Linked DNA regions of Mus musculus: region 1 is linked to region 2. Evidence: chromatin contacts called from public HiChIP or PLAC-seq data. All regions are on one chromosome and are shown on one strand. The core of a region is the stretch at or near the end of the contact, and the rest is flanking DNA. Distances in the headings are between cores, read along the strand shown. Region 1 has its middle 19 kb from the start of Gm28863. Region 2 overlaps Swap70 (SWA-70 protein).

What was found. HiChIP or PLAC-seq counts read pairs in DNA pulled down with a chosen protein or histone mark.
Region 1: a CTCF HiChIP or PLAC-seq map of the NIH/3T3 cell line shows a contact between it and region 2, with 5 read pairs. The contact joins two enhancer-like sites. A contact is called at or near these places in 1 of 39 promoter capture datasets (the SN4741 cell line), 1 of 15 datasets of contacts at CTCF or cohesin (the NIH/3T3 cell line) and 6 of 115 datasets of contacts at active chromatin or transcription factors (craniofacial prominence, differentiating embryonic stem cells, embryonic basal ganglia and 3 more).

What each region holds. Positions count from the first base shown.
Region 1 is chr7:110,646,175-110,653,002 of GRCm38.p6, forward strand. No RefSeq gene overlaps it. Among named protein-coding and RNA genes, the nearest start is that of Gm28863, 19 kb to the left of the region's middle. Within about 2 kb of position 1,962, at least 77 of the 459 cell types and tissues checked have an H3K27ac peak or open chromatin away from gene starts, as enhancers often do. A contact at or near this core is called in the NIH/3T3 cell line, where this site is marked.
Region 2 is chr7:110,243,663-110,250,326 of GRCm38.p6, forward strand. All of the region lies in intron 2 of Swap70 (SWA-70 protein), which reads left to right. Among named protein-coding and RNA genes, the nearest start is that of Swap70, 25 kb to the left of the region's middle. Within about 2 kb of position 1,484, at least 29 of the 459 cell types and tissues checked have an H3K27ac peak or open chromatin away from gene starts, as enhancers often do. A contact at or near this core is called in the NIH/3T3 cell line, where this site is marked.

The sequences.
Region 1 (6,828 bases), core at 712-3,211, 400 kb after region 2:
ATGTAGAGATAATGGTAAAGAGTTAAGAGTCATAAGCTTGGATGGGTCTGACAGGGGCGCTTAGTCATCTGATTGCAGGCACAGAGGACAGACATCACCTGTCTTGACAGTTCTAGAAAGTGGGATTTTCCTCTTTGCTGTCTTCAGGAAGATGCACTCACACGCACACTTCTTTCTGTTATCATCATTGATTTTGGGAATTCTTTAAATAGTGATCTTTTGTTGTTGTTTTGTTTTGTTTTTTTTTTTTTATTGGCAGAGATTAACGAGCCTGTTAGATGGATTTTCATATAAATCTGTTTATTTATTTATTTATTTTTGTTTGTTTGTTTGGCTGGTTGGTTTTTTAAGACAGGGTTTCTCTGTATAGCCCTGGCTGTCCTGGAACTCACTTTGTAGACTAGGCTGGCCTCGAACTCAGAAATCTGCCTGCTTCTGCCTCCCGAGTGCTGGGATTAAAGGCGTGCTCCACCATGCTCAGCTAAATCTGATTTTTTTTAAGTCAAATCTGATAGTTTTTAGATGACATAAAGTATTAAGGAAATGACCCTTGATAGTTTCTCCTATCAGACTGAGCCTGATAAGACCAGGTATACGATGGCTCATTACTCAATGTCTTGCGCCACAGCTCCTACTTAGGCCCACATTTATTGAATGACTGAGCTGATCACCTATGCACTCATCTGCAGAAATCCTGGAGGAGGTAGGGGTGGGGGTGGGGGAAGGGAGGAAGGAGTAGGAGGAAGGCTTCTCAGAATTACTCAGATGAACAGCTCATGGTATACAAAGCATACATACTAGAGTGTGACGAGGAGACAAAAGGTACACTATAGAGGCTTCAAAATACAGATGCATTGCTTTTAGAGTAAGTATGGCTCTTGATAAATTCACAAAAACTCATAACACGCAAAATTCCTTCCACCCGTGTCTTGCCCTGTTACTGTGGTTCACAAGCTTGTGTTGTGTTTATGTTTCATGCATTTTCTTGTTTATGTCCAGTTGTTCTTCTCTAGGGTTGTGTAAAGGCTTTGGGAATGTTCTAGCCTGGCTCAGCCATGGCAAGAGGCCAGCCACTAAAGCAATATTTCCTCTTGGGGGGCTGATGTGATCTCAGCAATGGAAAGTGAGGGGACCCAAGACAGGAAAACCCTTGCAGGTCTGGGGTAATGGTTTCAGCTTTTCCTTCCTCTCGGGATACTCATGACAGCTCTTAGTTCTAGAAGATCCTGGGTCATTTCACTTCTCATCTTCAGGCAGGGAACAACTGTTTAGTGAATAATAAGCTAAATGCTTCCTGGGATTGCTTGGAGATCTGTGGGAGCCCACCCACCATCTCTTGTATCTGCTGTGTTCTTGCTCACCCCAGAAGACTCAGCCTATGCTCCAAGTTCCTGCCAGAAAGTTCTACCTGCTCCTTCACCCTGAGTTGGTGGAGAGAGAGGGGATAGCAACTGCTGAGAGAACTCCAGATGATCAGAAGGTTGGACAACCGATTGGCAGGTCACAAGGCCACCATAGCCGCAGCCTGACAAAGGTTCCCACACAAGGGCATGTGTAGGCTCTATGATGAGCATGTGGACAAGGCCGTTGCTTCTTCAACAAGCTTGCCTTTTGATGAGCAAAGTGGTGTGCGTGCCGGGTGGTGTCAGGGCATGATTGTTTCCCATTGTTTTTGATACCAGCTTTTATGCCTTCTGTTGTGTCTGGTAACTAAGATGCTGTCAAGAAAATACAGCAAGGCTTCTCTGAGCTGAAAAAGAGCACTTTTGCAATTAGCCTTTTGTCCCTTAGGTCTGTTTCTCTTAGAACAAATGTAATCTTACTCGCTACAGACTGTCTAAAATAGCTTTTCTGATGAGTCACCTAAAAGTAAAGTTGCAGATAGCCTATTGTTTCAGCCATAGCCAGCCAACTACTAGTTACACTCACTGGGGGACGGCTGCTCTATGCTCACATGTATTTTGAGGCCAGCCTTAAAAACATCCAGAGAGCATGAAATGCCTCAGACCATGCCTTGGTACTATGCATCTCAGAAGTTCAATTTGGTTCCTCAGGACCCAAGACACGTGAGGATTTTGCCCTCAGTCATTACGACCCCACCCCCACCCTCCGCACACGCGCAGCACAGGAGTGTGCGCAGAACCTTAGGGAAATCTCCAGGAGGCCATGCTGAAGGGTCAGAGGACTTTGTAGTTGCTCTGAGGAAGAAACGAAAGCTTTAAACAGAACATCGTGCCATGGCTTGAAAGGTCATTATCTAGTTCACACTTACCTCAGAATCTAAATATTGTCTGAAAATGGATAAGTTTGCCAGGACCGCGAGCAGTGAAATCACTCAAAATAGCTCTTAGGAATCTTCAAGGCCAGTGTGGCTCGGGCCGGCCATTGACACTCAAAGCCATTGCTGCCTGTGGGAGGAATTCAGCAGCAGTGAGACGGGGCAGCTGCTTAGAGGAAGGGTTTTCCTCCGTAGTCCTTGAAAACTGTAGATGCCTCTCTTCTTCAAGTGAGTCAACTTTGTCTCTCTTCCATCACCGGCAAGCGTGGGGAGGAGACTGGTGCTCTTCAAGTGGGTTCCTCAGCGCTGCAGACCTCTGAACAGTCTGCCCTCCCCCAACCCCAAGCTGTGGTGGCAGTGCCCATGTGGTGTCTTAGTAGGCAGCAGTGGCTACCAGCTTTACTTTGCTCCTGGCCGGGCCGCACCCTGGATTGGCTAAAGCCAGGTTACCTCCTTCCAGGCAGCTGCAGGGGTCAAAGTCCAGAGGAGTTCTTCCCAAGTAAACAAGTCGGACAAAGGCAGTTCCCAGCAGTACACGGGGCTGCACTCCAGAAGGCTGTTTGCAAATCTGTCCTTTGGAATCTGGAAGACTATTCCTGAGGAGGAACAATGTTATACTTTGTGGCAACATTCCCAGGCTATCCCATACCACTGAATGGACCCAGAACGGACTTATAATGAAGTGTTCTGGGCATAACGTTGTAGGCAATAGAGACATTTACTGAGCCCTGTAGGATACGGTGTGATATGTGAATTCAAAGTTAACCCCAGCTTTGTAGAGGGTTGACTTGGTGCCTTCCACTCTGCATTTGAGCAGCACCATCCTTTGGGCTCAGGTCCAGACTGACTAATAAGGAGGAAAAACGCTGAACCCGGCCATGGCACTCCTCTCTCTGCTTCCTGACTTAGATGCAATGTGACCAGCTGTTCTGTGCTGTGACACCATCGACTTCCTTACCACAATGGACTGTACTTTCAAACTGTGAGCAAAAATAGACCCTTCCTTCCTTAGGCTATTTTAGGTGTTTGTGAAATTTATTTTTATCTTATGCATGTGGATGTTTAGCCCACGCACATCAGCACCATGTGAATGCCCTCTGAGGCCAGAAGAGGGCAGCAGATCCCCTCAAGCTGGTGTTAAAGATAGTTGTGAGCTACCACATAGGTGCTGGGAACCCACCCCAGGTCCTCTGGAAAAGCACCTGGTGCTCTTAACCATCTGAGCCTGCCCCCTTCTTATCTTTAGTCTTTGACAGGGCCTCCTTATGTAATCTGCTGCTTCCATCTCTTGATGCTGAGATTAGGGGCAGGATCTCAGGCCTGGCTCCTTCCTCTTTTTCTGTTTTCATTTTCCTCCTCCTCCCTTCAGTGTTCCCCCAACCCTCCCTTCTCATCAGGACTGGGATGGAAGGGGAAGTGAGAGTTGAGATGGATCCCTGGCCAGGGAAGAACTATTTACTGGAGGGGCAGAGAGAAACTTCTATAGTTTTGCTCTGGTAATGTCTTTGCTCATAGGTCTCAGATGAAATGGTAGGTTTAGATTCCTACAGGAGTTTGCTAAGACCGGTCTTTTATGCCTTTGCAGGAAGACTAGGAATCTGAGAAGAACAACTTACCTAGTTAAGTTAAGGAGTGGGAAATTAGAGTACACATAACAGCTGAAAATCAGATTTTCAGTTAGTGTGTGACTTAGAGATTTAGGCCCAGGTTCCCAAGGAGAGGAGACTACAATAACAGAATAAGTTAACTCAGCCAGCATGATGGAATTTTCAGAAAGGAACCGGGTTTCTTGATAGGGAAACTTTGTTATCCCCCTCTGTATGGGGGAGTAAAGAGCTCATTTGTCTTCTCACATATAGTGTTTTAAAGAATATGCTAGAAGATGGGAAAAGTGTGTAAGAAAACATTTCACAAAAAATGGGGTCAAGTGGGGGGTGGGGTGATGGTGGAGGGACAGTGAGATGGGACAGTGGGTAAAGATTCTTTGAGCCAAGTCTAATGACTTGAATTTAATCCACAGTGGTGGAAGGAGAAAATGACTCTTACAAGTTCTCTGACCTCTGATGCACGCCATGGCACTTGTCTATGAGTGCACACACACTTCTGGAAAACAGATCATTGTAAATAGAAATATATGGGTCAAGAGTGCCACGTTCCAAGAGGGAGATGAATGCCTTAGTGTGGAAGTCGAGCTCCGGTGTGGTCTGCCTAGAACAGGATCAAACTGCCACCCTCTTATCTGCACAGTAGATTTATGGCTGTGTTCAGGAGTTGACCTAGCCTTTGTTTTTATCAGCCACATTCCATTAATGCCTCAGAATGAATCTGTGGTCAATTAAAAGCCTGGTTGTTTTTATTTATTTTATTTATTTATTTTTTTACATGAATAGCTACCAAGCCAGGAATCCCTGTGAATCTGTGCTCTTGAGGTTTTTTTGTGAGCTAAGGACAGAAGTTTTACAAATGGTCCTCAATGAATCACAGGCCAGCTTACATCTTGCTTCTTTATCTAGCAGCTAAGACAAACTTTGTGCTAGCCTTTCAGAGATCCAGAAAGAAGCTGGAAACCCACTTCATAATAGTCTTTTTTTTTTTTTCTTTTCATTTTTGGTTTTTCAAGAAAGGGTTTCTCTGTATAGCCCTGGCTGTCCTGGAACTCACTTTGTAGACCAGGCTGGCCTCAAACTCAGAAATCCACCTGCCTCTGCCTCCCGAGTGCTGGGATTAAAGGTGTGCGCCCACCACGCCCAGCTTTCTCATAATAGTCTTATGCTGTTTGTCCCCTGGAGCTCTGCCAGCTCTGGCTCCAGAGAGGCTTTGTGTGGTACTTTAATGAGATCAAGTTACACTGTCCGTGATGTTTCTACCGCTGGAATTTTGGCCCTGACCCAATACCTTGTACATGGTAGATGCTCAATAAAAATTTGTTGAATTAAATTGAATCTTGTGACTCATCAACCTCAACCATATATTTACAAAAGGGAGCCAAGACTCATTCCAGCCAGACTCCCTTGGTTTCCTAGTATTCTTCGTAGTCATTTTACTTTATTGGTGAGATAGAGTCTTATCCTGTAGCCTGTGCCACAGGATGTAGCCCTAGTACAGGATGTAGTCCATCCTGTAGCATAAGCTGTCCTGTGATTCGATGAGGACCATTTAGTATAGTCCAGGTTGGTCTTGAACTCTCAGTGATCCTCCTTCCTCCGTCTCCCAAGTACAGGCGTCAAAGGCATGTGTCATTGTACTTGACCTCTTATTGTTGTTGTTGTTGCTTTCAGTCAAAATGTAAAAATGGAGGGGGGGGTATAGTTATGGTTTACCTAGCTTGTGAGGGGCCTTGGGTTTGATTCTTAATACTAAAAGAAGAGAAAGAGGAAGAGGAGGATGGAGAGGAGGAGAGGGGGAGGAGGAGGGAGAGGCAGAAGAGGAGGAGAAACAAGTCAGCAACTTCAGAGGCAAAGTTAAAATACTACCTATTATGGGAAAAATAAAACCAGAGGACATTTATACAGAGACTTTCTATGGAAAATCTGTGCAGTTGATTTCATCTCTACTTAGTTTAAGGAACAATGCCAAGTAGACTCCCATCAGCTCATGACAAGAGAGTGGATTCGGGCTTAGAGATGGCTCAGCAGTCAAGAGCACTAGCTGCTCTTCCAGAGGTCCTGAGTTCAAATCCCAGAAACCACATGGTGGCTCACAACCACCATGGGATCTGGTGCCCTCTTCTGACAGTGCAGGCATACTTGAAGACAGAGCACTCATATAGATAAAATACATAAATAAATAAAGCTTTGAAAATGAGAAAGAATGGATTTAACAAGTCTAACCTCAGAGTTTGCTCTATGTTGTAGGTGTTTTTAAAATGTATACACTTTATTTTATCATTTTAAAAATTATATTTGTGTGTGTGTGTTTGCCCCAATAGGTACCATGTACATGCAATGCTGAAGAGGCAGTCAAGGGTGTTGGCTCTCCCTGGGACTGGAGGTTGTGGATGACTGTGAGTGGTCCTGTGGGTGCTGAGAATTGAACCCACGTCCTCAGGAAGAACAGTCTGTGCTCTTAGCCTCTTAGTTGGCTCTCTAGCCCCCACTTTATTTAATTTATTTATTTGTTAGTTTGGTGTGTGTGTGTGTGTGTGTGTATGTATACATGTATGAAGGTCAGAGGACAACCTTTGGGTATTTGTTCTCTTCTTCTACCATGAAGGTCTGGGCATTGAATTCAGGCCACCAGTCTTGTAAGCAAGCTCTACACACTTTATTACTATTTTTAAGTCTTTTTTATTCTTTTGAGATTTTTCTCTAGCCCTGGTTGATGTGGAACTTGATATATAGACCAGGCTAGCCTTGAACTCAGTGATCTGCAAGTCTCTTCAATGCTGGAATTAAAGGTATGTACCACCATGCTTGGCTCCTAAGTCATATTTTTATTTTGTTCTCAGATTGCCACAGTTAATGAGGAGTGGACTTATGTGTGTCTATCAAACAAGACTTAAATTAGTTTTTTAATTTTATTTATTTATTTATTTATTTTTTAGGATTTAG
Region 2 (6,664 bases), core at 234-2,733:
TATGACTTTAGTGCCAGAACTCTGGGAGGCGGAGAGAGGTAGGTAGATCTCTGGATTTCAGAACAGCCAGGGCAACACAGGGAAACCCTATCTTGAAAAACAAAAACAAACAAACAAACAAACAAGAAGCTGGGCGCTGAGGCCTCAGGAGATAGGGAGAGAGGAGGCTGAGGCTTCTGCTCTGCCTTCTCTTTCTGTCTGATTCCTCCAGCTTGGTTCCTTTTTTTGAAATTAAAAATGTGCCTGTGTTACTCTGTGTCTGTCTTCTCTCAGGATGCTTTACCTATCCTAGAAAGTAGGGTTCCTCAGTGTGGACAGTGGTTGTTAGAGAGTGAGTGTGCTGGAGTCAAACAGGATAGTAAAGGGATAATTATTGTTACTGGGTCGATATCACCCAGCAAACTGCATGGTGGACTTATCCTAAGGTGAGCACTAGCTCCTGTCCTGTTACTGTGTGCAAATGCCTGACAAGAAGCAACTTAAGGGGGGAGATACTTTGGCTCCTGGTTTATTGTGGTATGGTTCATCATGACTTACAGCTTAGCAGTAGGAGGGGCTCGCAGCTGTGGCAGCAGAGGTGTATGAAGCTGCTCGCTTGCATCTGTGCAGACCAGGAAGCAGATTAGAGGGAAGGATGACTGCTAGAGCTCAGCTCATTTTCTCTCTTTTCCCCTTTTTGCTAAGCCTAATTCTAAAGCCAGTGGAATGGTGCCACCCGCATCTGGATGGGCTATTTCTTCTAAGTTAATCCTCTCTGGGAGTGGTGTAACAGACACACCCTAAAGCAGTGGTTTTTCAACCCTTGGGTCTTGATCCCTTTGAGGTCCCATAACAGGTATCCTGTATCTTAAATATTTACATCACGGTTCATAAGAGTAGCAAAATTACAGTTATAAAGTAGCAACAAGAGAATTTCATGGTGTGTGTGTGTGTGGGTCACTGTAGTGTGTGGAACTAACTGTATTAAAGGGATGCAGCATCAGGTTGAGGTTGCATACCCTAAGGTACGTTTGAACCAACCCTCTATACCTTATGGGTTTTTTTGTTTTTTGTTTTTTTGAGACAAAGTCCCTCTACATTGCCCTGTCTGTCCTAGAACTTGCTACATAGACCAGGCTGGTCCAAGACTCACAGTGACCTGCCTCTGCCTCTTAGAGTGCTGGCATTAAGGGTATGCATGACCATGCCCAAGCATAATCTTAAAAATTATAGCTAGCACCTGGGAGTAGCTGTAAATGTCTATAATTCTCTCATTTGTGAGGTAAATATATGAGGATTAGGAATTCAAGGGCACCCTCAGCTAACAGAGTAATTTCAAGGCCAGCCTGGGCTACATAAGACCCTATTTCTAAAATAAAAATAAACAGAACTTGTAGGCAGTAAGGAGAATTATTTGTGTTATTAATGTTATGAGACATACCACGGAATTCTCAGAAGTCTGGAAATTGCTTTGTTTTCCAGCACCAGGATTAGCGTGGGCTGAGTCAGTGGCCGGGGCATGGTCTGCCGGCCTCATATTCTGGAATTCTGTGCTCTGATACAGGACTGTGTCCCCTTGCTGGAGTATATTTTTAGATTTGCGTTTTAAGACACTCTCATAGTCTGATACTTCGAAGTCCTAGAACTGGGGAGGAAACATTCCCCAGCAGACAACAGAATTGGAGCAGAGCCTTGTCACGCGGCCAGTGAGGCTGTGATAGGACAGTGTGCCTGGCCACCTGGAGCGGAAGCTGACCCCATCCAAGGAAAGCCGCAGGGTTTCCATGTAGTAGGCTCAGATCAGCAAAGATCAGCATCTTGTCTTGAAGTTTGTGTTGGGGAGGAAAAAACCCAGTAGTGTGAGGAGTGGTAAGAGGAGCAGGATTGCTGTTCCTTATGCATGGGAGTAGGAGCTGTTCCGGTTCATACAGCTTGGCGGATCCCATGGTGAGCCTGACTAAGTAGCTTAGTCAATAAAGGGCAAATAGATTAGATCAACTTTTAAAGTTACGTTTTTATGTGTTTATTGTCTGTATGAAGAGGAAGAGGGTACGTGTGCTTGTGGAGGTTAGAGGTCAACGTGTAGACGTGCTCTTCTTCCACTGTGGGCTCTGGTGATTGAGCTCAGTTTTCGGGCTTGGTGGCAAGCACCTTTATTCACCGAGCCCGTTTGCTGGCCTGTAAGCAGAATTTGAACTTAAACCATTTAACTTCTCCCAGTTTTTTTTTTTAAACTGTCTTCTTAAAGACTAAATCCTCTTTTTCAGAACTATTATTATTACTACTCTTATTATTATTTTCTACATAAGGGATGTGATGGTTGAAAGTAGGGTTGGAGTTACTTTGAAACCTAATAATCTCAGACCATCTCGGCTCCCACCCAGTTGTCTCAGGTGCTTTAAGATCTCTTTAGTGTTTCTTTGTGTCCACTGGTTGCTTTCCCTACACCGGCTGCTGTTGCCTGGGAGTTTTACTCTGGGTAGTCTGGGCCCTGAAATGCATTACATTGAAACCTGCTTTCTGAAAAGTAGCTTTCGTATTTGGCATCTGGATTTACTGCCATATACACATTCCTGATGTTAGTCACACTGACAGAATTTACTTTCAGTTTTTCTGAGACTTCAGATGGTTAGCCAGTCCATTGTTATTTACCAAATATTTTGCCTGGGTATTAATTTTGTAGATTTTTTTTTGTTGTTGTTGTTAGTTTTAAAGGCCTTCTTTTTCCTTCCTCTTTCCTTCTCACCCTCCTCCTCTTTTTGAAAACATTATACTTGGATTACTTGATGGTAAATAATTGAAGACGTTGGTCAGTTATTATTATTTTTTCTGAGACAAGATTTCTCTGTGTAGCCCTGGAATTTGCTGTGTAGACCAGGTTGGCCTACAATTCACAGAGATCTGCCTGCCTCTGCCTCCTGAGTGCTGGGATTAAAGGCGTGCCCCCGCTGCCTGGCTCGGATATTACTTTTTAAAAACTATGTCTCATTAGTTACACAGAGTTCTGCCTTAGCATGTTTTGAGACAGTCTCGTTCTCCCATGAGATCCATGGCTCATTAGGCTTGCTGGCCCTCACTGTTGCCAACTCTTCTCCTTGAGTATTAAAGGCTCATCTGGGCTGTCCGACTAAAACCAGTAAACCAGTGGCCAGCCACGTGCCAAGTTCACGTTGGGGATGTCCGTGCTTTCCAGCAGAATCTGCTTTGGTTTGTTGTCAACTGTGCTTTGGGAGCAAAGAGAGAGAGAGACCACAGCGTCTCAGCTCAGTGGTGTTTCCTCTGGGCCTCACAGCTCCCTTCTGCTCTTCTGGCCTCACATTTCTGCAGTTTTCCTTTTTTTATGTTTTCTTGCCATGATTGTTGCTCATGTGGTAGTTACAGTACCTACATAAAACCTGTTCTTTTTCAAAGTTGCTAAAAACTTTTCAAAAGAATTATTTATTTTATGTGCATGAGCATTCTGCCTGCACGCACGCTTGTGCACCACATTCGTGCAGTGCCAGAGGACGCCAGAAGCAGCTCCACCAAACCTGGAGTCACAGATGGGAGGGGACTGGGGTCTCCTCGAGGAGTAGCAAGGGCTCTTAACCAGAGAGTCATCTTGAACCCCATAAACATCTGTTCCTTGGTCTCTTCTGTTAATGGCTAAACTCATCTCTCTAGCGTTCTCATCTGTCCTTAGCCCAGACTGGTCCATGTTCTTTCCCACTGCATCTACCTATGTTGTTCTAAAGTAAGTAGGTTAAAAAAAAGAAACCTTAAAGTTTTAAAATTTTATTTTATATGTATGGGTGTTTTTCCTGTATGTCTGTATGCATACTGTATGTGTCCCTGCAGAGCTGAAGAGGGTCAGATCTTCTGGAACTGGAGTTATAGGTGATTGTGAACCACCAAGTGGGTGCTGGCAGTCAAATCTAGGCCCTCTGGGAGAGCAGCCAGCGCTCTTAACTGCTAAGCTGTTTCTCCAGCCTGAAAATTAAGTAGTTTTAATTTACCACAATGGCTAAATTGCTTTTCATCGTATTTATAAATCCCTTCTTTTTGGAGGGAGAGGAGATGGTTTGAAACAATTTATGTAGCCCAGTCTGATCTCAGATTTACTCAGTTGTTCAGGATGACCCTGCACTCCCATTGTCCTATGTGCACCTCTCTAGGGACTCATAGGCTCTCACCTCTATCTGTGCCTTGCTGAGACTGTGCACTTTTGAGGGAATAAGGCCTTTCATGCTGAGAGCCACCATGACTTTATACTCCTAAATACCATGGTCAGTAAATGCAATAGCAATGTGGTTTAAAGAAATGATGTGTTTAAAAATAGCAGGGTTGTTGGCAGAAAATTCACATTCCATGCAATTTGCCTATTTAACCTTGCATTTTGGTGGTTTTTAGTATGGCTGGTTTTGTATAACCATCACCATAACCAATTTTAGAATGTTTTGGGTACTCCCTTCCAAAACGAAAATCTCACTCAAGTAGCATTCATAGTATCTTCCCCCACAGCTCTAGGCAAGCACTAGTCTGTCCATTGTGAATGGAACGATCCCGTGTCCAGCTTTTGTATCCGACATCTGTCACCTTGCAGGTTTCTCTTGTTTCCTTTTTTTTTTTTTTTTTTTTTTTTTGGTTTTTCGAGACAGGGTTTCTCTGTGTAGCCCTGGCTGTCCTGGAACTCACTCTGTAGACCAGGCTGGCCTCGAACTCAGAAATCCTCATGCCTTTGCCTCTCAAGTGCTGGGATTAAAGGTGTGTGCCACCACTGCCTTAACATTTTTTAAAAAAAAGATTTATTTTAGTTTTATTGGGGTGTGTGTGTGTGTGTGTGTGTGTGCGCGCGCACCCACCTGTATTTATACATGCATGTACTTTAGTCCAGCAGAGGGCATCAGATTAACCCTGGCTTTGGTGTTACCAATTATGAGCCACCTGACATGGGACTGGGAGCTAAATTTGGGTTCCTAGCAAGAAGTAAGAGCAACAAGCATTCTTTTTAAAAAAAAATCCCTTCCTTCAGTTCCACTCTTCCCATTCTTTCATGGACGTACGGTGTTTTGTTCACACCTTCATCAGTTGGTGGACATTTGAGCTGTGCTTCAGTGTGACTGTTTTGGCCTTTTCTCTGTTCCTCTTCATTGCCAAGACTCTTCCTGCTTCCCCCTTGGTCAGGCCTTCACTTTAGAAAGAGCCTGTCTTGTTCATCCTCTGGTCACTTCCTTAGGTAGTGCCCCACCCTTTCAGAGTGAGCTGGAATTCTCTCAGCATTCTGTGCTTCTCTGTTAAGGCAGTAGTGATAGGGATCTGGTTCAGCCTCTGGAATGTGCGTTCTGTGCCCGCATGGTCAGTTCACTGCTGTCTAGTTTGAGTAAAGTGACTGATACCTGGTGAATGCTTACCACTTAAAAAAAAGCTCTGTAGCCAAGTAGCCCAGGCAGGCCTAGTTTGACCTTGAATTCATGGCGGTCCTCCTGCATCAGTCCTCCAAGTGCTGTGCTGGTATTATAGGCATAAAACATCATACTTGGCTCCTTTACAAATAGTTAAGCAAATGAGCAAATGAACCCTGCATATTAGACACTGGGGATTCAGATGCGAATACAATATGGCCTTATATTGGAAAGGATTTGTGGTTTGTTTGTTGCTATGAACCAGAGCAGCCTGTGGGTTGTGACCCACTTGGGGTCACATATCAGATATCCTGCATATGAGATGTTTACATTACAATTTATAACAGCAAAGTTACAGTTATAAAGTAGCAACAAAACAATTATATGGTTGGGGGTCACCACAACATGAGGAACTGTATTGAAGGGTCACAGCATTAGGTAGGGTGAGGACCACTGGGCTAGAATAACAAAGAGCTTGGATTCAGGGAGGAATTTGAAGGTAGAAATGTGTGTGGCCACAGTAAGAGCCTCCCCTTGTCCGTCTGCATTTTCCTGGCTCCACACCTTTGCTCTGGTTTTATGTTTCATAAAACGATTATTTCTTTTCCATTATGGTATAATTCTCACCATATAAAACCTATTCTTTTTGTTTTCTGACATGCTGGACATCATCACAGCCCAAACTGATCCTCTTTTATGAGTGTGTTCTGTGTATGTGTGAAGGACTGCATTGGCTGTGGGTTCTTGTCCTCCACTTCTTGAGTAAGGCTCTTTTTGTTCTTTATTCACTGCTTATGCTAGGCTAACTACCTTGTGAGTGCCTTTGCCTCCTATCTCTCTGATATAGGGGTGCTGTGATTACAGACACAGGACCACACCTAGCTTTATGTTAATTTCAGGGGATTCGAACTCTGGTTCTCTGCTTGTGTGACACACTGCCCACTGAATCACTGAACTACCGCCCCACTGCCTACTCCCTACCTTTGTTGCTTTTTTTAAACAAAATTTTGCTGTTTAGCCCAGATCTTGTTATAATAGACCAAGCTGTCCTTGAACTCGAAGAAATTTGCCTGCCTCTGTTTTACAAGTATTCTGATAAAACACTTCATGTGCTATGATACCCAGTTTTTTGTTTTTTTCCCGAGACAGGGTTTCTCTGTATAGCCCTGGCTGTCCTGGAACTCACTTTGTAGACCAGGCTGGCCTCGAACTCAGAAATCCGCCTGCCTCTGCCTCCCAAGTGCTGGGATTAAAGGCGTGCACCACCATGCCTGGCTGTTTTTGTTTTTTTGAGATACTATTTT